6 separate regions of the Mus musculus genome follow, and all the other regions are linked to region 1. Evidence: chromatin contacts called from public HiCAR-type and promoter capture Hi-C data. All regions are on one chromosome and are shown on one strand. The core of a region is the stretch at or near the end of the contact, and the rest is flanking DNA. Distances in the headings are between cores, read along the strand shown. Region 1 holds the start of Zwilch (zwilch kinetochore protein). Region 2 holds the start of 2300009A05Rik (RIKEN cDNA 2300009A05 gene). Region 3 overlaps Dpp8 (dipeptidylpeptidase 8). Region 4 overlaps Igdcc3 (immunoglobulin superfamily, DCC subclass, member 3). Region 5 holds the start of Map2k5 (mitogen-activated protein kinase kinase 5). Region 6 overlaps Igdcc4 (immunoglobulin superfamily, DCC subclass, member 4).

The links. Promoter capture Hi-C pulls out the DNA fragments that hold promoters and counts their contacts. HiCAR-type assays count read pairs that join an accessible place to other places.
Region 2: a contact with region 1 is called in a promoter capture Hi-C map of erythroid cells, with 24 times the contacts expected there. The contact joins the promoter of 2300009A05Rik here to the promoter of Zwilch in region 1. A contact is called at or near these places in 3 of 39 promoter capture datasets (erythroid cells and liver) and 1 of 9 other capture datasets (adipose tissue).
Region 3: a contact with region 1 is called in a promoter capture Hi-C map of pre-B cells, with 3 times the contacts expected there. The contact joins the enhancer-like site here to the promoter of Zwilch in region 1. A contact is called at or near these places in 18 of 39 promoter capture datasets (the 3T3-L1 cell line, 3T3-L1-derived adipocytes, the C10 cell line and 12 more), 1 of 484 Hi-C or Micro-C datasets (cortical neurons), 5 of 115 datasets of contacts at active chromatin or transcription factors (astrocytes, craniofacial prominence, embryonic forebrain and 2 more) and 1 of 9 other capture datasets (macrophages).
Region 4: a contact with region 1 is called in a promoter capture Hi-C map of hippocampal neurons, with 1.9 times the contacts expected there. The contact joins the enhancer-like site here to the promoter of Zwilch in region 1. A contact is called at or near these places in 5 of 39 promoter capture datasets (the HPC-7 cell line, frontonasal cranial neural crest, hippocampal neurons and 1 more) and 3 of 115 datasets of contacts at active chromatin or transcription factors (embryonic forebrain, large pre-B cells and pro-B cells).
Region 5: a contact with region 1 is called in a promoter capture Hi-C map of liver, with 2.8 times the contacts expected there. The contact joins the promoter of Map2k5 here to the promoter of Zwilch in region 1. A contact is called at or near these places in 5 of 39 promoter capture datasets (hematopoietic stem and progenitor cells, hippocampal neurons, liver and 2 more), 1 of 484 Hi-C or Micro-C datasets (CD4 T cells), 1 of 115 datasets of contacts at active chromatin or transcription factors (large pre-B cells) and 2 of 9 other capture datasets (adipose tissue and liver).
Region 6: a HiCAR-type map of astrocytes shows a contact between it and region 1, with 3 times the contacts expected there. The contact joins the enhancer-like site here to the promoter of Zwilch in region 1. A contact is called at or near these places in 5 of 39 promoter capture datasets (embryonic stem cells, hippocampal neurons, liver and 2 more), 7 of 115 datasets of contacts at active chromatin or transcription factors (astrocytes, embryonic limb bud, embryonic midbrain and 4 more) and 1 of 9 other capture datasets (adipose tissue).

Annotation. Positions count from the first base shown.
Region 1 is chr9:64,171,050-64,175,541 of GRCm38.p6, reverse strand. It overlaps Zwilch (zwilch kinetochore protein), which reads left to right and starts at 2,611. Exons shown (of 19, transcript NM_026507.4): 1 at 2,611-2,724. The coding sequence starts at 2,651. It overlaps Rpl4 (ribosomal protein L4), which reads right to left and starts at 2,155. Exons shown (of 10, transcript NM_024212.4): 1 at 2,109-2,155; 2 at 547-718; 3 at 242-348. The coding sequence starts at 2,111. It overlaps Gm23344 (a small nucleolar RNA gene), which reads right to left and starts at 494; the gene lies at 427-494. It overlaps Snord16a (small nucleolar RNA, C/D box 16A), which reads right to left and starts at 110; the gene lies at 20-110.
Region 2 is chr9:63,396,843-63,401,545 of GRCm38.p6, reverse strand. It overlaps 2300009A05Rik (RIKEN cDNA 2300009A05 gene), which reads left to right and starts at 2,302. Exons shown (of 2, transcript NM_027090.1): 1 at 2,302-2,670. The coding sequence starts at 2,325. Gm16759 (a long non-coding RNA gene) reads right to left here and starts at 2,229. Exons shown (of 5, transcript XR_003948339.1): 1 at 2,094-2,229.
Region 3 is chr9:65,071,823-65,076,476 of GRCm38.p6, reverse strand. It overlaps Dpp8 (dipeptidylpeptidase 8), which reads right to left. Exons shown (of 21, transcript NM_028906.2): 17 at 1,892-2,038; 18 at 589-741. Among named protein-coding and RNA genes, the nearest start is that of Igdcc4, 27 kb to the left of the region's middle. Within about 2 kb of position 1,431, at least 80 of the 459 cell types and tissues checked have an H3K27ac peak or open chromatin away from gene starts, as enhancers often do. A contact at or near this core is called in the HPC-7 cell line, macrophages, pre-B cells and 1 more, where this site is marked.
Region 4 is chr9:65,160,835-65,165,911 of GRCm38.p6, reverse strand. All of the region lies in intron 2 of Igdcc3 (immunoglobulin superfamily, DCC subclass, member 3), which reads right to left. Among named protein-coding and RNA genes, the nearest start is that of Igdcc3, 22 kb to the right of the region's middle. Within about 2 kb of position 2,946, at least 88 of the 459 cell types and tissues checked have an H3K27ac peak or open chromatin away from gene starts, as enhancers often do. A contact at or near this core is called in embryonic forebrain and hippocampal neurons, where this site is marked.
Region 5 is chr9:63,375,004-63,379,767 of GRCm38.p6, reverse strand. Map2k5 (mitogen-activated protein kinase kinase 5) reads left to right here and starts at 1,866. Exons shown (of 22, transcript NM_011840.3): 1 at 1,866-2,645. The coding sequence starts at 2,511.
Region 6 is chr9:65,107,374-65,112,386 of GRCm38.p6, reverse strand. All of the region lies in intron 1 of Igdcc4 (immunoglobulin superfamily, DCC subclass, member 4), which reads right to left. Among named protein-coding and RNA genes, the nearest start is that of Igdcc4, 8.4 kb to the right of the region's middle. Within about 2 kb of position 2,811, at least 124 of the 459 cell types and tissues checked have an H3K27ac peak or open chromatin away from gene starts, as enhancers often do. A contact at or near this core is called in astrocytes, embryonic stem cells, hippocampal neurons and 1 more, where this site is marked.

The DNA.
Region 1 (4,492 bases), core at 1,362-3,861:
AAATTAACAAGATTACTACTTGCTCAGTAACAATGTTCGTCAACCTTCTGAACCAGCATACTGACAGCAGGCAACTGTCGCTGTGAACAGAGTAAGACGCAAATTACGACATCACTGCAAGTTCCCAGCCAAACATCTCCAGATTTTTGTCTAGAGAGACTCTAGTATGTTTAAACATGATTCAAATATTAATTAGCCTAAGTCCAGTTGGTCAGTTGCCAAGAGCACTAATCAAGGATACATTTCCAAAGGCACCCTGGCCAGATCGGTGGGTCCCACCACCTCGAACTCTTGGAATTCGAGCCACAGCTCTGCCAGTACCCCAAGACTCAGCACTGGTCTGATGACCTAAAATTGGGAAGAACAAAAGGTTTAGGAACTAACTCATAACAAACCCATGACTTAAAACTAATGCATGATAAAGGCAGTATCAGAATAGCCAAGGAAAATCATGTAGTTCAGAAACACGGACCAATGGAATCTCATCATTTACTGCAAAGGAGCCCTGGAAAGTATATAACCATGATGACGAATGCAAATCCATACCTGCCAATTCACTGACGGCATAGGGCTGTCTGTTGTTTTTCCTCAAGTTGGTGTGAACGAAGTTCACAATATCTGGTCGAATGGGAGCTTTGAACACAGCTGGCAAAGTGACATTCTTGCCAGATGACTCTCCCTTTTCGGAGTACACCGATATGAGGGGACGGGCACAAGCCTTGGAAGGAATAAAAAAAGTAACTAAAACAGAGGAAGTACCATCTCCTGTATTTGAAACCTAGATTTTAAAGCCCACATTATTAGTACTTGCAAACAGATATGACTCCCTGGGGACTAGGAAGGCAGGTGTTAACTGTGTGAGACAGGAAATACAATGCCAATAAAACCATATAATGTTATAATAATAATAATGGATTCACTTAAAAATAATCAAGAGTACTTATATTGACAACATTGGAGACACATTCATCCCATAATTAAATGTCAAGAGCTTGATATCTGGAGACAAATATGTAAATACAGAAGTAAAAGTCCCAATATTTGAGGCCATATACAGGCCAATCTGTGGAATCAGTTTGAGGCAAGTATTGCTTTGCAGGAGACCCCAAATTCAAGCAACACAGTAAACCACCACTGGGTTTATCATTTCAATAGTTTTACAGCAAAAGGACAACCTGAAAATCTATCAATTTTAATGAGAAACAAACTTGGAAGCAACATTATAAAAACTGTTCATAGATACTGTTTAATGAGGACATGTTAAATTAATTCTACCCTCACCAACTTCAGCAAAGCTGGCCTGCTCATTTATCCAATGTTCCAGACCCCTTCAAATTCAGAAACGTTTTGATACTCTGAAAGACTCTTAACTGAGGATTCCACCAGCACTTAGGTCTGACCTATTTCCCATGTGCCCTTCCAGATACTATACCATCTCTTCTACTATACCCCCCTTTAAGTCGTCTCACAATAGGACAACCTATCTAGTCGGTTTAACGATGAATCTAACAGTCTCCAAATTACTGTGGTCAGAACAACCTTAATCCATCTACAGATAAACATTCGTGGTAAAACAATATACTAATTACTACTGAAAACTCGCTTAAGATTCAAAGGTCTAGATTACATCATATAAAGTAACGAAGACATGCATTTCCAGAAATTGTCTTAAAGAGGTGAAGGCAATCTTCCTGGAAAGCATAAATTCAGATATCCTTCAGCCCTTTTCTTTGAAGACAATTTCTCCGGACTGAAAGCACATGACCCGCCACGGCCTGTGCGGAGTTGTCATCGGACGATCTCGAACCCCTGACAAGTCTCTGGCATCAAAACGCTCGGCTTCCAGCAACCCTGCTTAGAACTAAGCAAAGCTTAGAACTAAGAAAAGCTAAGATCCCAAAGGTTCCTCTACCATCCACCTGGCGCTGTTGCCCACGTTGCCTCTAAGATGGCTGCCTCAGCGCCCACAACTCAGCTCCGGCCAGAAAAGGTGCTAGGTTTCCTTTCCCTCGTCTCCTCTCTGCAGATTCCATGTTCTGAACCTTCGCCCTCCTCTATAGCCGCCCCCCAGACCAGGGGGAAGCCCAGTGTAGAAGACCTCCACTCACCATGACGGGGAGAGGAGAAGGCCACGCTCCTCTCTACCCGGCTGCTCCCACAGGAAAAGGAAAGACTTGTCACTTGTACTCTATATATCCTTCCACTCGTCTTCCGCATCCTGCCCCTTATCAAAATCAAATTAGAGACACGATCTATCTTTCTGCTACATGTAAAAATTTCAAAAGGTAATATTATTGCGTGACGTGTGTTAAAATTATGTATTCATTTTTTTTAAAGTTAAAAAGAGTGATTAGAAAGGAGGGACTCTTTTTCGCGGAATAATTCGTAACTCGTCACAACTCTCGCGAGAATTATCTTTCTCCTCATCCCGCCCACCCTCATCATAACATCTCTTTTAGTCCATTTTTTCCCCCCTAACAGAAATGGGAGACTTTTGGAATAGTAAATTGAGGGGATGCTCTACTAAATTAAAGCAATGTGTTAGCGTTGAGTACAAACCGAACTTAAAGCGTGAAGTAGTTCCGGCGGGGCGGGGTCATGGCCTCTGACGTCATTGTCTGGGCGCGCAGTTCAGTTTAACTTCTTAGCAATGGACGGAGGCCACGGCGGTATGTGGTCGCGAATGAACCGCGCGGCGGAGGAGTTTTATGCTCGTCTCCGGCAGTGAGTTGTGGTTGGGGAATGGGATGGTACTTGTCCCTCCCCTGCCGGTGGTGTTTGCCACAGCTGGCTGCCGGCTTTCCTGGACCTGGGATGTGAGAGGCAGCCAGGGCTCTGCGGAGGCCTAGGCTACTGCCGGCCTCCGGAGAAAACACCCGAGCTTACCCAAGGGAGGCAAGATGGCAAAGCAGTGTACGGATTGGACTGATGTACACGCTTCTAAGTAGAGGCTCCTGGGACACAGAGAGCTAGATGTCATCGGGCCTCAAGCTCAGAAACGGACAGAATCCGCATCGACCCTCCTCGGCAGCCTCCTGATGCCGAGATGAGAGGCGTGAGCCGTGCCACAAATTCACTGTGTTCCCTCAGTGAAATTCTGTCAACTTCTACATCCTGTGTGAAAATCTAAGTCAGCGACTCACATCAGAATCACCCACAGGGTTGCCAAAATATACATTGACTGGCTCAGCCTCTGAGATTTTTGATTTCGTAGGCCTGATGTGAAGACAAAAAACTTTAATTCTAGGTGCAAGGTGTTGCTAGTTGGGTATAGCCCATTAGTCTCTAAATGCTATCATTTTTAACTGCCATTATTGCCCCTCCTGTTTACAAAAGCAGTAATAATTTTTCACTACTACAGGAAAAGAACTAATGTGCTTTTGTTTTTTAAGATAGTTTCAGAGCCCGGCGTGGTGGCGCACGCCTTTAATCCCAGCACTCGGGAGGCAGAGGCAGGCGAAGTTCGAGGCCAGCCTGGTCTAGAGAGTGAGTTCCAGGACAGCCAGAGCTATACAGAGAAACCCTGTCTCGAAAAATCAAAAAAAAAAAAAAAAAAAAAAAAAATAGTGTCTCTGTGTAACCCTGTCTGTCTTGGAACTCAATCTGTAGAGTAGGCTGGCCTGGAACTCAGAGATCCGGCCGCCTCAGCCCTCAGAGTGCTGGGGGTCAAAGGCGGGAGCCACCACTGCCCAGCTAAAACTAGTGGGTTTTAGTGGTTGGGTTTTTGTTGTTGTGTTGTGTTTGTTTTTTTTTGTTTTTTTTTTTTTTGAGACAGGGTTTCTCTGTGTAGCACTGGTTGTCCTGGAACTCACTCTGTAGACCAGGCTGGCCTTGAACTCAGAAATTCACCTGCCTCTGCCTCCCTAGTGCTACGAATAAAAGCATGAGCCACCACGCCCAACAAAACTGATGTTTTTAAAGAAGCTAATGTCTTTGAGCTCAGGAACTTGAGTTGTTTTTAACTGTTGTGGTATTTTGCCATGGTGTTAAGTACTTTATTGTTTTAAACCCAAGATCTCTGAGTTTGGACTTGTAAACATCGTGGCCCGGTGTCCAATGTGCTGTCCTTACAGGCATGTACCATTATGCCCAGCTTTTGAGGTTCTGGAAATGGCTTCACACATTTTAGGCAAGCACTGTTATTCCCGAGTTATGTTCTCAGCTTCTATGGTTGTTTTATGTCTGTTTTATCACCTCCATTGATACAAATTTATTTAGATCCTTTATGCTTACTAATTCTTTCCTGGATGTTTTCATCTTTCCATGCATAAACTCTAGAAGTTTTCACTTACTGTATCCCTCTCCGTGCCTACTGAAGTTTCTTGGTGATCTCCAGGGCTTCACCACAAACCTAGGAAGAAATTACCATTCTTGCCGATGTGGCATTTAACTCCAGAATTCTTCAAGTTAAGAGTCCTAAACTTAAAAGACCAGCCAGCTTCTTTCTTTTCATCTTTCCCAGACTCCCAGCCACTTCTGTTGTTTTAATTCT
Region 2 (4,703 bases), core at 1,053-3,552, 770 kb after region 1:
AACACAGTGATTCCCAAACAGCAGGAATTCCATTCCCAACTGATCTGATGGCTTCTACCAGCACAAGACATGTTCATGGCACATAGACATACAGGCGGTCAAAATGCACAAACATTGAAAATATAAAAAAACAAGTCTTAAAAATGAAGAATTCCAATTGTTCCACTTCAGAAAAACTTGCTCCATATCCTCATAAACCCTTACAATTTTCTGTCTTTTCTACTTTGGCCGTTTCCAAGGGTATGTGACGTACTGTAGTGTGACTTGATTCTCTACTTCTCAATGATGGTTGAAATTATGCCTCTTTTACACATTTATTTCATACCAGAATGTCTTCACTTCTGATACGTCCGTTTCTTTCTCTTTCTATTGGATTGTCTTTTCCTTAATGATTTCTAGGAGAGTTATATATATATATATGTATATATGCAAACTGACCACTTGTTAATCTGATGTTAGGTTAATTTTGTGTAGTTCTCATAATTAGTCTTCTGCTGCCATTTAAAAATATAAATAACAGAAGCATTGCTCACCTTTAAGGTAAATCATTAAAAAAAAAATTCTACTTTTATTTTAAAAAGTTAGTTTTTCTGGAAAGATCAGGATTTTTCTGAATAATATAGAGCCAAAGCAGAAAATCCAGGAAACGAAATGGCAGTTTAATTGTCACTGTTTTGCAATACAAAACAACAGCAACAAACCAGTGCTGAAAGCCCAGTGCTCCCCTCCCTACTCAAGAACAGCAAAACCAAGGCAACAAACTAGCTGTGATTCTGTTGTGGTGCCACTTTACCTATGAAACTACTATTAAAAAATTAATTTTATAAATGTTTAGAAATAAACACATTGTGTTTATAATTTTCTTTATATGTTAGAATTCTGTGACAGATTTTGTCTGAAAAAGGGCTCCATTGCTTTTAAAACTTTACTTTGAAAATGACAGTTCTGCTGCAGCTCCCTACCTCCCTTCAATAGTCCTCCTAGCTATTCTGCATATCAAATATATCATGACTTCACCTAATCTTTCTTTAAAAATCGATATCTAATAGAGAATCTTATAAAGTTCAAACTATTTGCATGACTGCAAAACCCCCCTAAATATTTAACATATTTGTGGAATGAACTCAATGTTGACTAACCCAAAACTGGTGACTATAAAAACAAAAATGTTGCTGGAGAGATGGCTCAGTGGTTAAGAGCATTGGCTGCCCTTCCAGAGGACCTGAGTTCAATTCCCAGCTACCACATGGTGACTCACAACCATCTGTAATGGGATCTGATTTCCTCTTCTGGTGTGCATGAAAATGGAGCACTTGTATACACAAAATAAACAAATCTTCTTTAAACATCACACTATTCTACATCCTTCTTGAATTTTCAGCAAATAATTGTTATATAGTTCCAACACAGAGAATTACTTCATTTGCATATGGTACTTTCCAGAAACCTCATCCTATTTACTCATTCTCCCCACAAAAATTGAGGACATATAAGAGTAATGATACTTTAGACATGAGGTTGTATGCTAGCAGAAAGTCTGAGAAATGCTTCCCTTACACTTTCATGGGTAACTGAGATTGTTAAAGGTTGGTGACTGCCAATTCCGGTCCTAGTATTTACTGTGTTCTCAGGAGGGAAGTTTTTCTGAGCTTTAGGGCACTAAATGAGAAAACATAGGACTGCTTTTCGGGTTTTGGGGGTGGTGGTGCGGGGACAGGGAGGCAGTTGAGACTTGCTCTTCTATGTAGCCCAGGCTGGCCTCCACCTCCCCATCCTCACATCTCAGCCTTTTCAGGGCTGTGATTCCAGGCAAGCGCCACATCTGGCTTGGGACCCTATCTTGCACTATCTAGGTAGGATTCAGTCTGGACAGTGAACACGACTGTGAGGACATCTGCACATACGTGCAGTCTGAGGTCACCAAGCGTCCAGCCCGGGCAAAGGCCAGGCCTTGGTGTCAGCTCACTTTCCTGTGCACACCTCAAGCACCTCAGCATCCCTGAGGATTTCCCTGGAGCCCAGCGCCTGACAGCCAGACCGGGTTTGTCGCTGTGGAGGATTGTTTTAACATTGTCTCCCTGCTCCGAGGTTACCTGAGGCCAGAGGTGACAATTTTCCTGATCTGCGCAGTCGCTCCGCCCTCCCGTCCCGTCCTGTGCGCACGCGCCGCACCTCAAGGCGCTCTCACCCGCGCGCTGCCCGCTGGGTGTCCCCCGCCCTGGCCTAGGGTGGTGAGGGGAACACGCATGCGCACACTCGCCTGACCCCGCCCCCAGAGGCCCGGCCCCAGGGGCCCAGGGCCGGCTCCCCGGCGTGCCCCGGCCATGGAGGCCCTGCGGAGGGCCCACGAGGCTACGCTGCGGCTGCTGCTGTGCCGGCCCTGGGCCTCGGGCGCCGCCTCCCGCCCGAAGCCCCGCGCCTCGGAGGTGCTGACGCAGCACCTGCTGCAGCGGCGGCTGCCGCACTGGACTTCCTTCTGCGTGCCCTACAGTGCGGTCCACAACGACCAGTTCGGCCTGTCGCACTTCAATTGGCCGGTGCTGGGCGCCAACTACCACGTCCTGCGCACCGGCTGCTTCCCCTTCATCAAGTACCACTGCTCCAAGGCGCCCTGGCAGGACCTGGCCCCGCAGGACCGCTTCTTCACCGCGCTCAAGGTCATCAACCTGGGTGAGTGGCGGCGCCCTCGTCTGACCCAGGCACTCCTCCATCCCAGGGCGGCCGCTGGCCCACAAGCACGCTGCTCGCTCTCCAGGGCCGGCCCTTCGCATCCCCGGTGGGCTGCTTGCAGCACCCCTGAGGTCGTGCCCTGCCACTGTCCACCCGGGAGAACCCTGCCCAGGGCAGCGAGGAGTGAGTCCCGACAGTGGCTCCGAAGTTGCTTAGCAAGAGTCATTCCCGCGCTCATCACCAAGAGCCTTTGGAGGACAAAAAACTGGACGGACTTTTAAAGTTTCTTTGTCTTTCTGTGAAATCTCAGCAATTGTGTTTTGCTAAAAGCAGTAGGTTCTCTCCAGACATCATATTTTCTCAGGTGCTAGACTTAAAAGATGCTGTCTTTTAAGATCCTTTAGTATCTATATTCCTGAAGATAATCTAATTCTGACGGTCCTCCTGCTAGATGTGTGTGTTCTGTGGTCTAATGGCAGAAGAGTCAATATCACGGATTGTAGATGTGACAGCATTTTATAGATTAGGGAAAAATTCAAGTCCTCAAGATGTTTCGGACCTATTAATAGCTGCTAAAAAAAATATTAACTTAGATGTCAGTCACTCAAACTCTATACAAGGAAGCAGAACCAGTATAATCCAAATAGTTTTTTTTTAAATATTGCTGTCTAGGGATTTATTAACTTTTTTATTAGATTATTTTCTTTATTTACATTTCAAATGTTATCCCCTTTCCTAGTTTCCCCTCCGAAAATCCCCTATCCCCTTCACCCTCCCCCTCCAAATAGTTTTTTTTTTTTTTTCAATCCAAAATTAACACTAAACTCTGTGTAGCCGTACTAGTGTTACATATAGTCTGGTAGTTCATTCAATTTAATAAAGCATGGGCATTTCTGCTTATAATAACTCAAATAGCACTTACGGGATTTTTGAGCCATTGTCCCCCTGGAAAATCCAGGAAGGAGATTATACACCAATGTGTCTCATAACTTGTTTGATCCACTCTATACAGTGTATGTCAACTAATCCTGAGGTTGGTATGAAACTATGGGAAAAGCCAAAATGCTAACAAATTAGATTTGTGAAATGAGTTTATTTTATTATTTTCAGAATTGGCAGGAGTCATTCTTTTCCAAATACTGAGATATAGGTTAGGAAAACTAGTAGGCCAGGAGGAGAAATGGGATGAGGAACTGTGGGAGGGGGACCAGGAGGAGGGCAACAGCTAGACTGTAAAAAAATAAAATTAATAATAAAAGAAACCCTAGCAGGTCAAGCCATAGGTAAACTATATAGGCTGAATCCCTTATATAAAATGTCACAGGTTAAAATAAACATTTCCTTAAAGATACCTGTCATGACTAAGGGTTTATCTTTTAGCTGTAGGTCATTAAGACATCAAAAGAAGAAAAAAAAAAAACACTTCCCACACAGAAAAGTAAAACCTTTTCAGAAATACAACAGATGTAGGGTTTTTTGTTGTTGGTTCTTTCTTTGTTTTTTAATATAAAATAGTGATTTAACAGTGGGCTTTTAGAAAGTCTGTAAGTATAGCAGAGAAAGTGTTCCTGTATGCTGTGCTACAACTTGGCTTACTCTGAAACCCTTTTCTGGACTTTACTAAAAACCAATTTAGTAATTTTGGTTTTTATTTTTTGTCTGAAGTAAGAGAAATATGAATTAAGTAAGAGGATCCTAGCTGGCGAGGGTACAGTTTGCCCATCTGGATCAAGTCCCTGGCTGGGAATAAGAATACAAAGGATTTTATTCCTTGTCTTCCTTTGTAAATGAGTAGTAATCAGAATAATTAATTTTCCATTTTGTGAATACTAAGGATTTCTGTTGACTCATTTGTTCCCTTTCTCCTCCACCTTCCCTTCAGTGGAGCTGACATTTTCCTGATGGTTTATCAGCCTGAGTATCCTGCTGGGAAATAGATTACGATTTAAGGAAAGCAACTCACCACTGGAATGGCTGGGTTATCGGAGCCTTACTATAAAGTTCCAATTGTTTTAAGTTCTTAATTCAACAGT
Region 3 (4,654 bases), core at 182-2,681, 900 kb before region 1:
ATGTAAATATTCAGTTCACTCCCCATGATTTGTTTAGGGCCCTGTGCTAGACACAGATCTACTGAGGACTTAACTGTTAAGCACTGTTAACTGTTGAGGATATACCAGAGAATAGGACAAAGATGTACTTTAGTAATTAAACAAGTAGTACAATCCAGTAACTGTGTGTGTGTGTTTTACTAGTCATGACTTTTAATCTTTGGCATGTATAAGTAGTTAAAAATTGGTGCTCAGGCTGACAAGTGTTTAAAAAGCTATGTTAACACAAAAGGTACATTTCCCATGTTGCAAAACACAAACTCAGCAATATTGTAGAGAAGTCTCTACAATATTGGCAATACCATGAGCCTTCAAAAAAATTACCACTTCCAGGTGTCTTCGATGAACAGAATTCTATCTAATTACAAAAACAAACAAGAGAGCTGGGTGGTGGTGGTGAACAACTTTAATCTCAGCATGTGGGAGGCAGAGGCAGGGAAATCTTTGAATTCAAGGCCAGCCTGGGCTACACAGAGAAACTCTGCCTAAAAAAACCCGAAATCAAGAAAACAAACAAGCAAAAACTGAAATACAATAATAGCTACGTACCCGGAAGATATCCGACCTCTGCATTAATGCCATCAGGGAGAGGTAGCCACCATAGGACCAGCCGTGGATGCCCACTCGATCCAAGTCAATGAAGTCATACTGAGATGCTAGGTACTGGAGTCCTTCCACTTGATCATCGATTTCTATTTGACCCTGTCAAAGAGGGGGAAAGCTCACTGGCTCTGATGTACACTAGAGTCTTTGAGAATTCTTTTTAATGCTGCTTCATGTTTTTACTAAAAATTCCTGGAGAGTTTCTCTTTTCAGATTAGAGTTTAATTAACAAGTGATATTCTATTTTGCCCCAGGAAATGTAAAATAAAAATGCTTCTATAGGTAAGGACCTGCTACTCTGATGGGGGTTTAGTCCCCAGGCCTTTCCTGTCATTGCCCACACTGTCCCTAACTACATCGTGTCTCCCACTCGTTTGTTCTGTTGTCTGCTAAGAGGCCAGCAACTTCCTTGTAACAAGCCTTCCTCTATCCAAAGACAAAAATTCAGCCCCTTTAAGAGATTAATTTTACTTCTCCTTTTAGCACTTAAGTGCAACAAAACAGAGGACATTACCCCTGAGGCCCTAACTTCCTCTTTTCCAGCATTTTACCTCTAGCAAAGCTCTGGACGGCTTAGTTCCTGCCAGTACCACCCAGGGTATCACTTGGCCTGCCAGTACCACCCAGGGTATCACCTGGCCTGCCAGTGCACACAGTCTCGCTTCACTGAGCCAAAACCAAAAAAATAAAACAACCAAAAACTTACATGAGAATACAACATAAGGTCAAAGAACTGTCTGTGGGAGAGCATCCCATGTCTTACTCAGCATGTCCAACACACTGGCAACCACAGGGACTGCCTTACAGTGCAAAAGGAACATCGGCCTGTCATCATTTCCCAAAGCAGCAGAAAGGACCTGGGGCATCTCTAAAAGGTAGCATTTAAAGCTTCCTGCAGAGAGAAAGAGGCTTGTCACAAGGAAGGAACTAACCAGTCGGTTTCCCTCTTCACAGAGGACAGAACAAATCTCAATTATTTCTTAGCTACATATGGGTCTCTGCACGCTAGATGGGGCTGCTTTGTAGGGAGCTGCGGGTACAACTTAGAAGAGTATTTTTGTGCAGAAGTGGTTCTACCTCAGCTCCTGGGCATTGCATACAGGTAACCAGGAGTGAGTATAGTGTAAACCCAACTGTGCCTTCCTTCCCACTGCTCAAGTCTAACCCGTGCTCCCTCATTCTGTCACTTAGATCCTCCCCCAACTCAAAACGAAAACATTTGAAAAGAAAATGCTCTATGTTCACACACCATTTTATATTTAAAGGCGCCTTCAAATTTAAGTCCTCGGTGACAGGATCCCCTGTTGTCTATCACCACAACCACATAACCCAGGGAGGCCAGGGTGTTCAGGCGGAAATACTTGACTCCTTTAAACCGATTGTTCACCAGCTGCACCTGGAAGAGAGGCGCATCTTGAGTGGAGTTGCGTGGCAGCATACAGAGCGTGAGAGGGGGGTCCACGGCGAGGCGAGCACCAGGAAACTGAGCTTCCTACTTCTCTTCCCGTTGAAGCGTAAGTGTGACGGGATCCACTTTTAAACTGACTCTCGTCTAGGCATGTTTGTGTTGCTCACACTTAGTCTCACACTTAGAGCTTCACGGCAAATACCAAACAACTGCAGACTTCATTCTAGCTCAGATAGTTAAGATTTAAGTAAGGTAAGATAATCCACCCCACAGAGAAAGTTGCCAAATTATCTACACCAAAGAATATGTCATTCAAGTAACAGTGACAAGGACAATTAAGACCATCTTCTGGCCCCCCTTGTCTCTGTTGCTGAGTGACAGCGAGATGTAGCATTCTAATGAACACTGTTATCAGTCCGGCTATCTCTCTCATGTTAGACAAATTAGTGTAAAAGTATGATTTTTAAATCACTTTATCACCCTAGAGACTACCCTTCAAAGTGACACAGAGAGAGACTGCGTCTGGGGCTTTACTAGAAAAGGAGCTGTAGCTACTGAGAGGAGGAGTGAGCCATGCCCTGCACGCTCGTGTTTCAGTCAGCTCAGGGCACTCATGAAGTGGTGGTCCCGTGGGATCACAACGGAGCTGAAAATGTCTAATGACAGCACAGCTGGCGGGACACGGTGCATTTCTCCTGGGTTTGGGGCACTGTTAGTGTAAACAAGCTACTGCACTGCCAGGGTTCTGAGGCGGACTGAACAATGGCTGCTAACAGATGTCTAGATTACTGGTGGGTGCGTGTGGTAGCTGGGACAGAACCAAGGGCCCTACACTTGTTAAGCAATGCTTACCACTGAGTTACAGCCTCAAGTCCTGGTTTTGTTTGTTTATTTTGAGATCAGGTGTCCCTGTATAGCCCTGGCTGTCCTAGAAGTCGATCTGTAGACCAGGCTCTCCTTGAACCCACATAGATCTGTCTGTCTCTACTCACCCCCACCCCCCTTGGGATCAAAAGCATAGCCCACCACCACCACTACCACCACCACCCAGCCCTCAGGTCCCTTTTTATTTTTAGTCTAAGTTGTCAAGGCTGGACTTTAACTTGTTCAGCATGTGAGTCAGGTGTTGAACTTGCCATCTTCCTGCTTCTGCCTCCCAGCTCCACCAAAGCTGAGATTACAGGGGTGCACCACCAGGCTCATACTATATTTTTTAATTCATTATTTGGAGTGTCCTCCTGCTAATGCTAATGAAGAGAGTTTAAGAGGTATTTGTGTTGCCCAGTCATGGATTGAATAATTAGTATGCAGAAGGTCCTGGGTTCATGCCTGGTATCATACACACAAGAAGGTTCATCTTAGAACACTGGGGCTCCACTGTAGCAGCCTACACGTCTGGATGCTTGTTGCATGTCACCACTGCATGAAGGTTTGTATAAGCATATACTCTATGATGCCTGTCTAATGACCAGATAGCCTAGTGACATTTACCAGAAAGTTTACATGAGCAACATGAGACCGTAGTTAGCAGTTCTGGACACTAAGATAGACATTAAAAAGAGGTTCTGATAAAAACGAGGAGCCAGGCAGTGGTGGCACACGCCTTTAATTCCAGCTCTTGGGAGGCAGAGGCAGGCAGATCCTAGCCTATAAAGTGAGTTCTAGGCCAGCCAGGACTACACGTTGAGACCATATCTCAAATAGAGAAAAAAAAAAAAGGGATGGAGAGATGACTTCCTGGGGAAAAAGCTGCCTGCCTAAGTCAGGTGATTTCTAGAGTTTGATTTCTAGAACCCATCCACAGTAGGAGAAAACTGCAGAGTTGCCCTCTGGTTTCCACACGCACGCTGTAGCATACCACCTCCCTACATTGTGTGTGCACACATACAAACCCAAACTAATGAGAGGGCTGAGGAGGGCAGGGGCACCAAAGTCGATAGCTTGAGCTACTAAGGAGATTGAGTCAGGAAACTCACTTAGGCCTGAATTCTGGCTAGCCTGGGGCATAAAGTAAGACCTCATCTCAAATCCTATAAAAAGTCCCTAGATCATGGGGTACTGCATACATATAAGCAATTATTACATTAGTTTAAAAACAGATGAGGGCAGACTCTTTACTGAAGCAGCTGTGCCCCTCCTTGCCCTCTGTACTGTGTGAGGTTCTGCTCACATGGAGGTACTGACCTGGAGCTCCTGCCAACTCAGGACTTTGTGTATTCTCCCCTATGCTATCATGTATCTGCATGCTGTGAAATGTCCATTCAAGTATTGAATTTTTTTAAAAAGATTTATTTATTTTATGTATATGAGTACACTGTAGCTGTACAGATGGTTGTGAGCCATCATGTGGTTGCTGGGAATTGAACTCAGGACCTCTGCTCGCTCTGGGCCACTCACTCCATGCCTGCCCAAAGATTTATTTATTATTATATGTAAGTACACTGTAGCTGTCTTCATATGCACCAGAAGAGGGCATCAGATCTCATTACGGATGGTTGTGAGACACCATGTGGTTGCTGGGAATTGAACTCAGAACCTTCGGAAGAGCAGTCTGTATTCTTAACTGCTGAGCCATCTCTCCAGCCCCAAGTATTTAATTTTTTA
Region 4 (5,077 bases), core at 1,697-4,196, 990 kb before region 1:
TCCAGGGAGATCTGATGGATGTCTTACCTCCATGGGCATCTGCATGCACGTACACACATACACAGGATTAGAAGATTCTAGGACAACACTAGGTAGAGTCCCCTCCTGATTCAGGAAAAGGACACTCTGCACTGTGTTCTGCAAGCACATGGTTGCTTCCTGGAATCTCTGGTACCTAGGCGCCAACCCCCCCACTGATGGAGACTTGTGGGTCCTCTGCTCCCAGTAATTCTCTAGAACAAGCCTTATCTATTTTCAGGAGGCAGGAGGTCCGTATCCATGGGAGGACCATGGAGTGTCTTAGCTAGTATGGACAATGGTTGGTTGGAAGTCTCCAAACATCTTAGAAACATACCATTTGCAGAGGGTTTCAAAAGCTTTTTTTTCCTAAGAAGTCACAGGAATCATTGGACCAGATCAAATGGAGACCCTCTTCCCCCTGTACACTTCATTAACGGCCTCATTACAGGGCAGTAGGCCAGCTTATATGCAAAGGAATTACTGACCCACCTTTCTCCCTCCCATGGCTAACGGATCCCGACTTACCCTCCCTTTTCTTTCCTGCTGCTTTGGCTTAAGGTCTCAACACTTGTGCCTGTTGCTGTAACCACACACTGACCTGGACCTTCCCCATATCAGTCTTCTGTCCCTCCTCCCAAAAGTCACAAAGTCACAATGCTCTTAATGCTTGGTTAATCTCTCTCTCTCTCTCTCTCTCTCTCTTCTTCCCTCCCTCCTTCTCTTTTCAAACAAAAAGTGTCATTTTTAAGATTTATTTTTATGTCTATGAATACTGTATCTGCACGTACACCTGCATGCCAGAAGAGGGCATCAGAGCACATCATAAATGGTTGTTAGCTGTCATGTTGCTGGAACTTGAACTTAGGACCTCTGGAAGAGAGCATCCAGTTCCCTTAACAGCTGAGCCATCTCCTCAGCCCTGTTAGTGTCTCTTAGTTGTGGTTTATGAGGAAGCTCATTGGCATTCAGAACATTCATGGTCTTCATTATTAGGGTGTCTCATCTCTCTAAGCTCAAAAGATAATTTCATAGTCGATTGTGTAAGTTTTCCTTCTCTGAATATACCATGGTTGTTTTGCTTTTGTTTGTTTGGTTTGGTTTTTTTTTTTTTTTTTTTTTTTTGAAACAAGGTTTCTCTGAGTAACCCTGGCTGTCCTAGAACTCACTCTATATAGAGCAGCCTTGAACTTACAGAGATCCACCTGCCTCTGCCTCCCAAGTGCTGAAATTTTGATTTTTTTTAAATAAAGACTTATTTTTACTTTTATGTGCATATTTATTTTATGTTCATGGGTGTTTTGCCTGCATTAATAGGTGACTTCAGAGGTCAGAAGAGGGCGCTAGATCCCCTGAAACTGGAGTTAAAGATGGTTATAAGGTACTAGGAACCCAACCCAAGTCCTCTGCAAGAACAGCAACCCATTCTCTGCACCCAGCTCTCCATACTTTTAAAAGACATGGACTCTCTGCATAGACCAAGCTGGCCTAATGTCACAGAGCTCCATCCACTTGCCTCTGCCTCCTGAGTGCCAATATAAAAGGCATGACCCTGGATCCAGGCTATACTAGGGATGTTTATGCTCACATCTCTTTGCCTCTTCATTTGGCCTGGAACTCTTTTGTACTTTTCCCTGCAAACATTTCCCATCTTCCACACCTCCCAAATGAAACTACATTGCCTACAGCTCCCACCCAACCCTTATCAAACCATCTTTTTGCCTGTTCACCCATGGGCTATGATTCCCACAAGACTGGAGAGTAGACTAAGTTGCCTTCCTGTTTCTAGCACCACGAATGATCACAAGGAAAACAATAAGTCCTCAAAAACTGTAGTCTGTTCTGAATGATCTGGAAGGCAGTTGTTCCTCTTCGTTTTATTTTGAGACGGGGTCTCTTACATGGCAGGTTGGCCTGCAGCATAATATAGCCGAGGTCGACCCTGAACTTCTGATCCTTCTGCCCGCACCTCCCAAGTGCTGGGATTACAGACGTGGGCTATGATATCCAGTTGATGAAGTTCTGGAATCAAAACCAGGGCTTCACGCATGCTAGGCAGACACTCTAGCAATTAAGCTAAGTCTCTTAAAATCCCTTTCCTCATCTTGTCTTCTGCCCAAATCCTCGCCTTTGCCGCTTCCTCCTCACCTTTAGCCTAAGCTTCTTCAGTGAAAATTAAAAAGTTGGACAGACCGCAGTTCTTAAACTTGGATATGGATTCGAACAACACAGAGTCCCGCCTAACAACGCAAATGTCAGTGTCCCACTGTCAGAGATTCCTTGGTCTGGGGTGGGTTAAGGGGACAAGAATCTGTTTCTATTAAAGCTTCAGGAGACGACTCACATATTTAGCTAGTTTTGGGCACCTCTGGCCCTGTGCAGGTTCTTGAGAACAGCGACAGGGGCAGATTCTCAGCCCAGCCCCCACCTCTTCCTGGAGGCCGGCTGGTCCTAGTATCCCGACTCCAGCGCCCTAGGCGAAGCGAGGCGCAGAGGGCAGCAGGCGGTGGGGAGCCTTCAGAGCGCAGCCCCCGCGAGGCCCCGGTGGAGGCATTCGTGGGGCGGGCGGGCAAGGTCAGGGCCCGAGCCAGGGGCCCTGAGAGCCTCGCTCGCTCAGCGGCAGGAGTAAGTGGGACCATCTGCTTCACTCCTCCGAGGTCATTGCTTTGTGTCAAGCTCCCCACCCCCCTCGCTCCCCTCCCTCCTTCCTCCCCCTTTGCCCTTTGACTCCCGGGACTCAAAGGGAGAGAAGCACTTGAGGTTCTGATGAAAGTGGGAGTGTGATGGGGTGCGACACCAGCATCCGCGGCACGGCACAGCGGCAGCCCGGAATCTCCGCAACCAGAGCGCAAGTGGCGCGGCGCGCGATCTCGGTGCGCGGTCCAGGCGCGGGCTGCAGGCGCTCCCGCAGGAGGCAGGCCGGGTTCCCACAGCCCGCCGGGCCAGCCGGGCCCCTTTGAAGTGGCCGCAGCTGCACACCCCGCCCCGCGGCTAATCCGGGCCGACGCGGGCGTCCCCCCCCCCCCCCCCGCATAGCAATAGTGTCCACGCTGAATGGCACTGGCTAATTACCTCGCTCGCACCACCGCGGGTGAATGAGAGAATCCGACATTGTGCGCGGCGAATGGAGAAAATAAGACAGCCATTGTCCTCACACGCCAAACGAGGGTTTGATGTCGCTGGGGCGAGCGAAGCACCATTTCCCGCCACCCTATCCCTCTCCAGAGGTTCGAATTCCCCAACTAGGACTGGCTCCTTGCTACCTCCGGTGAGATGAAACTGAGACAGCAATTCCTGTCTCACAAAAAGAAGATGGACAAGATGGGAGCACCCGCTCCTGCTCCCACTACTCCTGACTCCTTAACCAGCCTTCTCCGTTCGCAGTCACCTCCTCTGGTCTTCCAGTTCCATGCCTGAGTCTGATAGCCAGGAAAGGCCTGCATTCACTAAGCCCTAATTAAATTTCGTAAGAACACATGAAACCATTGGCGGAACAGTGAGGAAAATTGTCCGCTTTGGGGTCCACCTGTGGATCACCAACTGCAAGCAACCAAAAAGTTTAGAGAATGCTTTGGAGAGACTGGGGAATGAGCCGGCAGGACAGAATGACTCAGAAAAGACTAGAAGAGACAGAAAACAAACAAACAAACAAAGAACGGCACGATGAAGTCTGGGAGGCCAGGAAGCAGGATTTGAATCAGGAGCGCTGAAACCGCAGTTTTGAGGCAAAGAACGGTCTTCCCTAGCAGGTTGGTGGACTGGTAGGTACCAGTGCAGTGCGGGTTCCGGCCACAGAAAGGTGAAGACAGACTCCCCATCAGAAACCCCTCGAGCCTGAGGCATTTCCATATCTATTAAGATAGTCAGCTCAGCTAAGAAATCAATCAGAACTAAAGGAAACTGATACAGACAGGCAAGCTGGTGGTCCTGCTGTTGTAAGATGCTGCATTGGGCTGCTGTCTTTTCCTCATCAATACCAAATAAGACAAGTAGCATGGACAGCCCAACTTCCATATCAGGGGTGACTTCCCTTCACCCTCTGTTCTCCCTAGGGCTATAGGTGCCTGGTTTTAGTGAGTATCATCTTTTTGACAAAGACCAAAGAATTCTCCCTGCATATGCAGAATTTTCTAATGCTCCTGTCATTGCAACATCGAAGGCTCTTTGCTGGCAGCCACAGCCAACCCCTTAATTGGAGTAACCATCTACTTTGAGAAATAGCATTCAAGAACAGAGGGCTTAGGATGTAGCTCAGATAATAGCACGCTCACACAAAGCCCCAAGGTCAAACCCCAGGACTGCATAAGCCTAGCACCCAGGAGGTAGGAGGATCAGAAGTCGAAGGTTATTCTCAGCTATGGAGTGAGGTCCAGGCCAGCCTGGGCTGTATGAGATCCTGTCTCAGGAGAGAATGGAGCAACATTGGAAAGAGTAAACAGCCACCAAGCAGTTCCTTGTGTTTAACATTATTACCAAGTACTAGCTGTAATCACAAGGGGAAAGCATGCTTGCACATTTTAAGGGTAGCTCATTGTTTTCTTCACTCGGTTTCGAAGCAAAGTAGAACCCTGGTCCTAGCCCAGATGTGATCACAATGTTTTCCTTCATAACCCTAAGTAAATCTTTGTCACGGATTCCTATTTCTTCTGCCTAAGGCTGTATAGGACCTTTTAAGCCTGCTTGGGTTCACAACACCTGCTGCTGTGAACTACTTATGTTTGAAAGATCTGCCTAGTTAGTCAATTTAGAGAACGGCAGAACAAAACAAAGAGATAAAGCAGAGTCGCTTTGTATAGGGTAGAGGCAGGCGGTCCGGAGCTGCCCCCACCCGACCCATCCCCCACCCCCCTTCCCACCTCTAGTTCTTGAGCCCCTTCTGGAGAGCCACAAGGCTCTAAGATAGGATGTTTCACATGGTTTTCCTATAGAGAAGAAGAATTTATCCAAGGAAACAGCTATTAGTAGCAGACCAAAGACCATTTTTAATTTGATAGAGGCTACTACCTTCACTTTGTGCATGTGTGCATGCATGGGCTTGTGTGTGCACATGCATGTGCAG
Region 5 (4,764 bases), core at 617-3,116, 800 kb after region 1:
GTTTTCTTCATGGCTGACAAGAAACAGAAGAAGGAAGAAGGGCACTGGTCCCAATAACGTCGTATAATATGCCCCCAAGAACCTATCTTACTCTCACTGACCCAACATTAGATTCTATCGTCTCCTGGCAGTGCCACTGACGGACAAGCAAGGCTTGAGCATATGGGGGACATTTCCAATCCAAACTTTAACCCCCTTTAAGTAGGAAAGAAACAAGCATAAACCTTCTACTACAATTAAAGTACTTTATGGCTACCAAACTACCTCAGTCAGAACTTGTGTGGCTACTTATGTCTACTGTTAAAAAGAAAATACTATGTGCAAAAACTTTAAGATCATAAACATATATCCCTTTAATTTGGACGGTGGTGTTTATATTACTTAACAAAGAGGTACTTTTGAATGTTAATAGTTCTGTGAAACTCTGCTCAAATAATAAAGTCTTAAGATTTCATGCTATGTAAAGGCTACAAAAAGTTGAAATGTGATTATATTTGCTCTTTAGATATTTGGGAAGCTGAGAGACTGCCATTCATATATTTAAAAAAGTGCTTCAGAATATACATGCAAATTTGGCAAATGGTGTTGGTTTTCCCTATGGTACTATGAATTTTTAAAAAGACGTTTTAACAAATCATAGGTTAATAGAAAATCTCTAGTTTTGTAGTTAATTTTCCTTAATAATAGAAATAAAGTTTAGATTAAGAAGTACATGGCAAAATAGTGAATTTTTCTTTAGCACTGAAGAGCAGTTACAAAGGGGTAGTTCCAACAGTACCTGGAGAATCGGTCTACGTGAATTCCTACCTAAGCTATTAAGGAATAATAACTAAAAGATGGTCATTTATCTCCTACAATGGCCTTTCAAATGCAACAGGAAAAAAGCCCAAGTAGAGGAAATTATGCCACAAATTTTGGTATTACATTGAAAATGATCAACATTTAATTGTTCCTCCTCTTACATTAATCACATATCTGTTTATTCCGGGGAAAGTGGACACTGGTCCCACCACCCCACGCACTATGTTTATGCATAATCAGCCCCAAAAGGTAGAGATAATAGCATAATTTAATTACAAATAAAGGGCCTACCTACACGTTGCCATTTGTAAGCAATTCTTTTGTATAGACACATAGATCAACAGGATTATGCACTTTAAAATGTGAGGTAACAAGGCATTTAAAAATAACCAAGGTTTACGGCTACTGCCCTGCTATCACTGACTGCATAAACACTGCAATTTAGCTGAAAATATATGGAACAGACGGGATATTTTTGCAACGGTTGAATAAGATATTATGATGCCAGAAATACAGCTGTCCCCAGGCAGTTAAGCGCTCTCCATTGAGTTTCTTTACTGTTGCTTTTGAGTAGGAGATTGCTTGGTACTGTAGGTCACTGGTTAGGGTAAAGGACCTCACTGAAAAATTCATGCACACTTTGCTAACGTGGGAGAAAAAATAGTGGTATTTTGGAACTGTTAATTGGAAGAAGGGGCATAAAAACATGCTTTTTTTTTTTTTTTTCTTTTTTTAATAAAAAGGTCTTGCCTGGCTCTTGCCGATTTAATGTAACAAACCCGCGGATAGTAAAAGGTATATAACTTGACAAGCTGGTGCTGCCGTCTTGTCCTTCACCGCCTTTTCTGCATGATCAAACCTTAAATTGTTTTACGGACAGCCCCCAGCCGTAGATCCGTGTCTTCCTGGGTTTTCTAGGCTCCTTTACCACTACCTGAAGAGATGGAAGTCAGCCAGTCCTAGCACGAGATCCCTGCTCCGCCCCAGCTGCCCTCTTCCAACATGGCGCCCCAGGAGGCGGGTCCCACATGTCGGCTCCCCGGGTTCCGGCGCCATCGCGTTTTGGTTCCGGAGTAACAGCGGTCTAACGGCCGCCTTCCTCCTCCTCTCGCCGCCACCTCCGCTGCCGGGACGCGGGCCTCAGTCGGACGATCCTGCACGCGCCGCGCCCTCCGGTTCCGGCTGCGGTCCGGGACCCGCCCCTTGACCCCGCGGCCCTGGGCCCCCCTGCCTGGTTGGAGGGCAGGCGCCACCGGTGCACCTCCGAAACAGCCCCGACCCAGCCCGCGGCGCCCGGCCACCGTCCCCTTGCCCACCGAGACACTCAGGACGGCAGGACCCTGGCCACTGTACCTGCCTTAAACCAGGCCGTTGCTCCGCTGTCTCCTCTTACTCACAAGGACTACAGAATGCTTGTGGGTTCTGTTTTGTCCACTTTTGTAACTCCAGGACCTTCCGCTCTCTACTAATTCCTCTTGGCCGGTCCCCCAACAGTGCATCCTCTCCTAGGGACACTCCACACGACCTGGGCCTGGTTTTGGGCCTGCAAGCTCCCTCCTGATCGCTCCTCTTCACTTCTCCCCATCTTCTTGCTCCCTATTTATCGCCTGCCTTCTGTCTATCGTTCCCCTTGTCACTTCTTGGGGCTCCTCCTAAGTAGGGGCAGGTCGGTACCCCTCGCCCCAGGATGTGAGACCCTTTAACCTGTAATGCTGTGGCTGGCCCTTGGCCCCTTCTGTGCCATGGAGAACCAGGTGCTGGTGATTCGGATCAAGATTCCAAATAGTGGCGCGGTGGACTGGACCGTGCACTCCGGGCCGCAGTTACTCTTCAGGGATGTTCTGGTGAGTGGTGACTTTAGTGGCCAAATCCCAGCGTTGGGGATTATGGATCTGGATAGGCAGCATCTTGACCATTGGTGGCCTGAGCTGGCCTCTGGTGGGGTCAACTTACCTGTTTTAACCACAGTCTCGGTTAATTGCACTCACTGAAAACTGGTAAATGTGCAGCGCCCTGGGAAATTGATGTATCCGACTGAACCCCTGCCCTCAGGAAGCTCACAGTCTGGACTGTGACTTACACACCAGTGCAGACAACTGGGATGTAAAGAGTTTTAAAACTGTTTCTTATATTTTTCTCAAGTATTTGGAAAGGATTCCTGCCCTCATTCTAGCCCTGTCACTGCTGAGTTTCCTGAACTTGTGACCTGCTGGGAAAGGGACACCAGGGCAATCTTAGTTTACAATGGTTAAGCAAACCTTAGATGCCACTGAATGGGAGACCTAGACTTAACTATCAATATGGAAAGGATGCTGCCTGTTAGAACTACAGCACATCATTCCGTGACAAACACAGCTCAATTTCAGAGATGTTGAGTGTTCAGGGAAAATTTACATCTTAGAATCAACAGTGCATTGCCTTGGGATGCTTAGAATATATTTCACACAAAATTATGAAGGTTAATGTAGGCTGGCCCTTGAGTCCATATATAATATATACTATAAAACATTATGTATGTGTGTGTTTGTCCTGAATAGAGAGTAAAAGGACCTTCCGAGGACTTGCTCCTGAGGTTGAGAGTCAGTGCCAAAACTATAGCTTCCTTACTTAGTATATGAGTATATGTGTGTGCAGATGTGTGTGCGTGCATGTGGAGATCAGAGATCAGCCTCAGATGTGCTCAGGTGCCATCCACCTTGTTGTTTTGGGATAGGGTTGGCTGGCCAGCAAGCCCTGGGCATTCGCCTGTTTCAGCATTCCCAATGTTAAGATTACAAGCACTCATGCCACCAAGCCTGGGCCACCTGTCAAGCACCCACTTCCTAGGTTTTTTGTTTATTTGTTTGTTTTTGTTTATTTTTTATTTTTATTTTTTAACATGGGTCTAGAGATTAGTCTCAGGCCCTCATGTTTGCATAGGAAACACTTTGCCAGCTGAGCCATCTCCCTGGCCCCCAAATTTACTTTTGTTTCCTGTAGTGTCCCCATATACTTCAGTCCACGTGCATCTTTCTAGTCAGTTGACATTAACAGGGTGACATATATGTATGTCCACAGTAACTCAGCAGGAGAATTTGGTGTACGGGGAAGAATGTTTTAACAGGCAGATGTGCCGTCTGACTTACAGGGACTATAAGAGAACACTGAGTGGTGTCATTTACTGCCTTGGGTTGATAAAAAATGAAATGGTGGTATCTATAATTTCATTTTGAAAGCTAGATGCTCGTACCACCAAGGCCATGCTTGGGTCTAAGCCAAGCATGTGGCACCTTAGGTGAGCTAGCAGCCTCCAGTCTTTGACCCCGAATGGCATCCCTTCTCTGCAGCTGGTGCTCTTCACAATATGCACAGTGCTAGTCTCCTTTCCTCATAAGGCCCCACAGTCCTCCTTGCTGTCCTCAGGCTCATCTTGATTATCCTGGCACCTATGTCCTCTCTTGCCACATCTTCTTGAGCATCCTGTGTCCCAGGTGTACAGAGCTACTGTCAGTACTCCCAGGTACCCAGGCTGTGCCTCCACTTTGCCTTCTTTGTCTGGCTCTCACCCACCCTTCCCTGCCATGCCTCACTCTCCCTGTGTCAGTGTTTGCCAGGTGGCTGCCATGGTAGTCCTATGTCCATCCCTGTGGCAAAGCATGCATTCAGGATGATGTGCTTGTCTATTCTAGAATGTAAACATCTGGAGGAGAGAAAGAGCTCTGTTTCTGTTGCGTCATAGCATCTGAGACTTGAGGAGGGGCCAATGGGTGCTTGCTGTGTGAGCCTGAACTTGGGTACAGTCCGTGGAACCTATGGTAGAACCAACTCCTGAATGCTGTCTTCTGATTTCCACACACATGGCCATGGCATGTATGCATCCGTGTTTACTGTTTATACACCTGCATATATAATAAGTGAAAAAAAAAGAAAAGAATGTATATCTTAAGGACCAGCTGTGTGCAATTTTAAGCTGTGCAGATCACT
Region 6 (5,013 bases), core at 1,562-4,061, 940 kb before region 1:
GAGCAGTTCTGTCCTTTTAGGGCTGTTATGAATGGTCGCTGGGTGATGTGTACGTGGTGTAGCATTGCCTGGCACTGTGTGGTGGCTTAGTGGTTTTAGTCCTCCAGGAATCCAATGTCTCATCCCCACCACTGTTGCTCATACCTCAAGCTTGAAAAATGTTGTAGCTGGAAAACTCTGAGAAATGTACTATGTGTGTAAGGCATGAGTGTGTGTGTGTGTGTGTGTGTGTGTACACGTATGCTGCCCATAGACCCTAACACTGCCCCTGCCATGAAGGGAAGAGAAGGAGGATTAGAATAGAGCATACACTATCCCATCTCAGGGCAATAATCACAAAGGGAAAATATTTCTTATCATAATCAATGCTTCAACGGGGCCTGCTCATTGTCACGGGGCAATAGCTTCCCATTGGAGTGCTTTGTCACAGTTGTCCTGCTCCCTCCCTGTCCCATAAGAACTCAGTCACCCAAGCCAAGGTCTCCAGCAAGGCTGGAGGGACAAAGCAGGAAAGGTTGGCAGTCGGGAAGATGTACGGCCTTGGACTGGGCTCTTCTTCTGAGTCTCAGTTTATCCACTGATACAAAGATCTCTGTTCCAGAGCAAATACAGTACCATGCCACGAACAACCCACAGTGTTCCAACTATGGTCCCCTATACACATGTTCCTCTGTCTGCTACACTGGTCAACACACTCGACCCCTCTGTGTGCCCATGTTTCCTTCCTACAGCATTCAAAGCAGAATAAGACAGCCCAGGAACTGGAGAGATGGTTCAGGGGTTAAGAGTACTAGCTGTGCCGGGAGTACGTGCCTTTAATCCCAGCACTCAGGAGGCAGAGGCAGGCAGATTTCTGAGTTCAAGGCCAGCCTGGTCTACAAAGTGAGCTCCAGGACAGCCAGGGCTACACAGAGAAACCCTGTCTCAAAAAAAAAAAAAAAAAAAAAAGTACTAGCTGTTTGTTCAGAGGACTGGGACTCAGGCTCAGCACCCCATCAGCTCACAACCATCCACAACTCCAGTTCCAGGGAACTCTGATCCTCTCTGATGGCCTCTGCAGGCAGCAGGCACACACATGGTACACAGAGGCATACATGCAGGCAAAATACATATACACATAAAATTAATAATAATAATAATAATAATAATAATAATAGTAATAATAAAGTCCTAGCTGGCTGAGGGGAGGGAATCTGGGAAGAAATGTGAAGGATAAAGGGTCAGAAAGGGCCTGACCAGATCACCACCCTTCCACTCCTTCAGCAGAGCTCTGCTGGACAGTTCTGGCTCATGGCTGCCCTGAGAGATACACAGGGCTAGGGAAGAAGGCAGTCCCCTCCCAGTCAAGGTTCCAGGGGCTGGAGACATGGCCCAGGTGGAAAGTGTTTTCCACACGGCTGTGCCGATCCGACTTTGGATTCTCACACTAACAGCTGCAATCACAGAGCTGGGAAGGTGGAGACAGGAGAGTCCCTGGAGCCAGTTTTGCCAATCTGAAAGTCAATCTCTGAGTTCAGTAAGAGACCCTGTTTCTGAAATTAAGATGGGGACTGGATAAGTGGCTCAGCCACTAAGGAAGGGTATTTGCTACTCTTGCGGAGTACTAGGGTTCAGTTCCTAGCATCCGCATAGGAGTTCACGGTCATGTGTAGCTCCAGTTCTGAGGGATCTGAGGCCCAGGCAGCTGCACACACATATCCACAGCAAAACACTCATACGCATCAAATAAAAGAAATAAATCTAAAATAATTTTCCTCTACTTATTTTAATATATTTATTATTAAAATGTAGTTTATTATAATTATTGCAATCTAACTTATATTATTACTGTGAAGTTGCTTTTGTGGTGGTTTCTGTCTGTACAAGTGATGTCAGGGTAAGACAGCATTTGCGCAGCCGTTATGGCCAGCAGACAGACTCTGAGTGAATAAAGCCATCACTTTGCTCCAATGTTTTAGCTGCTGAGACAGCTCCAGGCCACTTCCTCCTCCTCAAAGTCTCCCTCCTCCTCAGCTGTAGTGAACCAGGTGTATACAGGACACCAGGTGTTTCGTGTTGCTGGTAGCCTCAGGAAACTCCATCTCATCCATGCCCTCACCTTAAAAAAAGAACGATGATCTCTGACCTCCTCATAAACACCTATACATTCTCATGGGCACACACACACACACACACACACACACACACACACACACACACACACACACACACACCAAGGTCCCAGTCTTGCCATTTCGCCTGCCAGCTGTGACAGCCAGGTGTCCTCTCTGGTACTCGGTTTCCACATATTTAAAATGAAGATGCTACTGAGCCTGTCAGGGGTTCAGGCCAGACCCTGAAGAACATCACTCAAGAAGTAGAGAAACTCCACCTTTTTTTTGGTTCGGTACTGGGAACAGAACCACAGTTTTTGTGCAGGTCAGGCGAAAGCTCACTACACAACTATGCCCAAAGCCTCATTCTGTAAGACCCTGGGCATACGGTAAGGAGCTACACAAACGCTCTTTGCTGCCCTTAGCATTCAGTCCTTTCTCTTCTAAAGCCCCAGATTCCATGATTCAAATTCAGAGTTGTGGAAGGCAAGCCTGGGCTCCCAGCCCAGCAGCTTCAAATGCTCCGGTCCAGAGGCAGAACTGGAGGCTTGGATTTCAGGGGAGAAAAGCCCCACAGAACACGAATCTTCGAGTCCTCTGGCAGCCTCCCCACCCCCTAAAGCATGTCCGGGGCTTGAAAAATCCCCTGCCGTGCAGAACAAACAATGTGAACAGTTGGGGCCCGAGCAGCTGCTGGGTATGTCAGCAGCCTGGGCTCTGGCGGGCAGGACAGCCGCCAGAGGGGCTGGTGGCTGGCAGCGGGGCCCCAGGAGCTCCAGTTCCCTTCCTGAATATTCATGGATCAGCAGATGTCTAACTTCGCCACCTCAGAGGAGCCCAACAAGGCGGAATCTGGGAAAGCCACAGGGACGAAGATGCAGAAAGAACAGGGATCCGCCTCTGAGAGAAGCAGGTCTGCGCCATGAGCCCTAGCAGACTCATTTCAGTGGCAACTTCTCAGAAGTTCAAGGTCCATTCTACCGATGAGGAAGCTAGCGACAGGAGAGAGCGGTGGTGTGGGGGAATCTGACTTTCAGGGGCTGAACCCGCAACTGGGGGATGAGGAAAGGGGGTGCAGTTGCTCCTGAAAAAGAGGTTTTCCAGGAAACTTTGCCCAGACACCAGCCGCTCTTCAGGAGACTTCTCCGCCTTCCTCCAGGGAAGATTTTCAAACGCCATCTGGAAGTCTCCTAAGAATTTTTCCTCTCACCTAGAGGTGAACCGAACTTTGTGCCTCTCTACCATCATTGGTCCCCGTCGCCAGGACTCTAGGTCCAGTCCTTTCTTGCACCATCTTGGATTAGCTCATCCCACACACCCTTCTGTCTCAGTTTCTCCAACCTTAAACAAGGAGATTCAAACTCAAATATTTCCATCGAACTTCTTCGGGGGCTAGGGATGTAGCTCAGGCTAGCAGGCCCTAGGGTTGATCCTCTAGCTCTGGATAATTAGTGCTTAGCAGTACACACCCGAAAAAGAAAATAGCAGCACTAAGGAGGTGGAGGCAGGAGGGCCAGAAGTTCAAGTGCTCAGTGATTAAGAGCGCTTGCCTGGCATGCTTGAGGCCCTAAGTTCAATTCCCAGCATCACACTCACAAAGTTCTAGGTCATCCTCCACAATATAGGGATTCAAGTCCAGCCTGGACTACATGAAACCTTGTTTCAAGAAAATCAAACCAGGGGCTGAGTTCAATTCCCAGCACCCACATGGTGGTTCACAACTCTCTATAACAGGATTGATGCCCTCATCTGTCATGCAGGAATACATGCAAATGGAGTGTGTGTGTGTGTGTGTGTGTGCGCGTGCTTGCACACACACACACACACACACACACACACACACACACAGAAAACCAAACTAAATTCTTCCATTAACAGATAGCCTGAAATGCTATTTAATTAAAAAAAAAACAAAACAAAACAAAACCACAAACATTTATTGTTATGTGTTTTGCCTGAATATATGTATGTGCACCATATGCATGCATGATGCCTGTGGAGGTCAAAAGAAGGCTTCAGATCCTCTGAAGGATCTGAACTTCCATGCTGGGAACCAAACTGGGGTCCTCTGCAAGAACAACACATGCTCTTAATCACTGAGCTGTCTCCCTAACCTCTACCTTTATTTTTAAACTTCCTTGTACTCTGCAATGTTTAAATAGCAATGTTTACTTTAACATGGTATGATCTCTCCACTGCCAAGTCCATAGTAGTCATATCTGAAAGAGAGTAGACCTTTCTTGTCCAAGGCCTCTTGCTCCCCCAACCCACTGCATGGCTGACTTCCACTTTGCACAAGCATTTATTTCCATTCTTCCTTAGACTGATATGAAGGAAGCACGCAGCAGGTACCAGGAGACCTGCTGATCACCAGTCTTTTCCCTACAGGACAGAGGCTTCCCTCAATTCTCTTCTTCTTCTTCCTCCTTCTCCTCCTCTTTCTTTTTTTCGTGAGAGTCCATCAGAGATGCAGAAGTTCTGTTTTGGGGGTCTCCCAGCCATTTCTCAATCTTTTCTTTTTTCTTTTCTTTTCTTTTCTTTTCTTTTCTTTTCTTTTCCTTTCTTTTCTTTTCTTTTCTTTTCTTTTCTTTTCTTTTCGAGACAAGGTCTTTCTACATAGCCCAGTCTATCCTAGAACTCAATCTGAAAGTCTAGCCTTGAACTCACAGAGAGTCTACCTACTTCTGCCCTGAGTACTGAGATTAAAGGCTTCTGCCACTGGGCTTGCCCCCCAATCTTAGTTTTCAAACAGGTGTTTTCTTTCTTTGTTTTGTTTTGTTTTGTTTTGTTTTTTCTTTCTGTTTTTTTGAGACACGGCCTCACTATTCAGCTCAGGCTGTTTGTTCTTGATCAACCTGCCTCTACTTCTTTTACAGATTGTGCCATCATGGGCTATGAGAAGCCCTTTTGCTCACTTAAG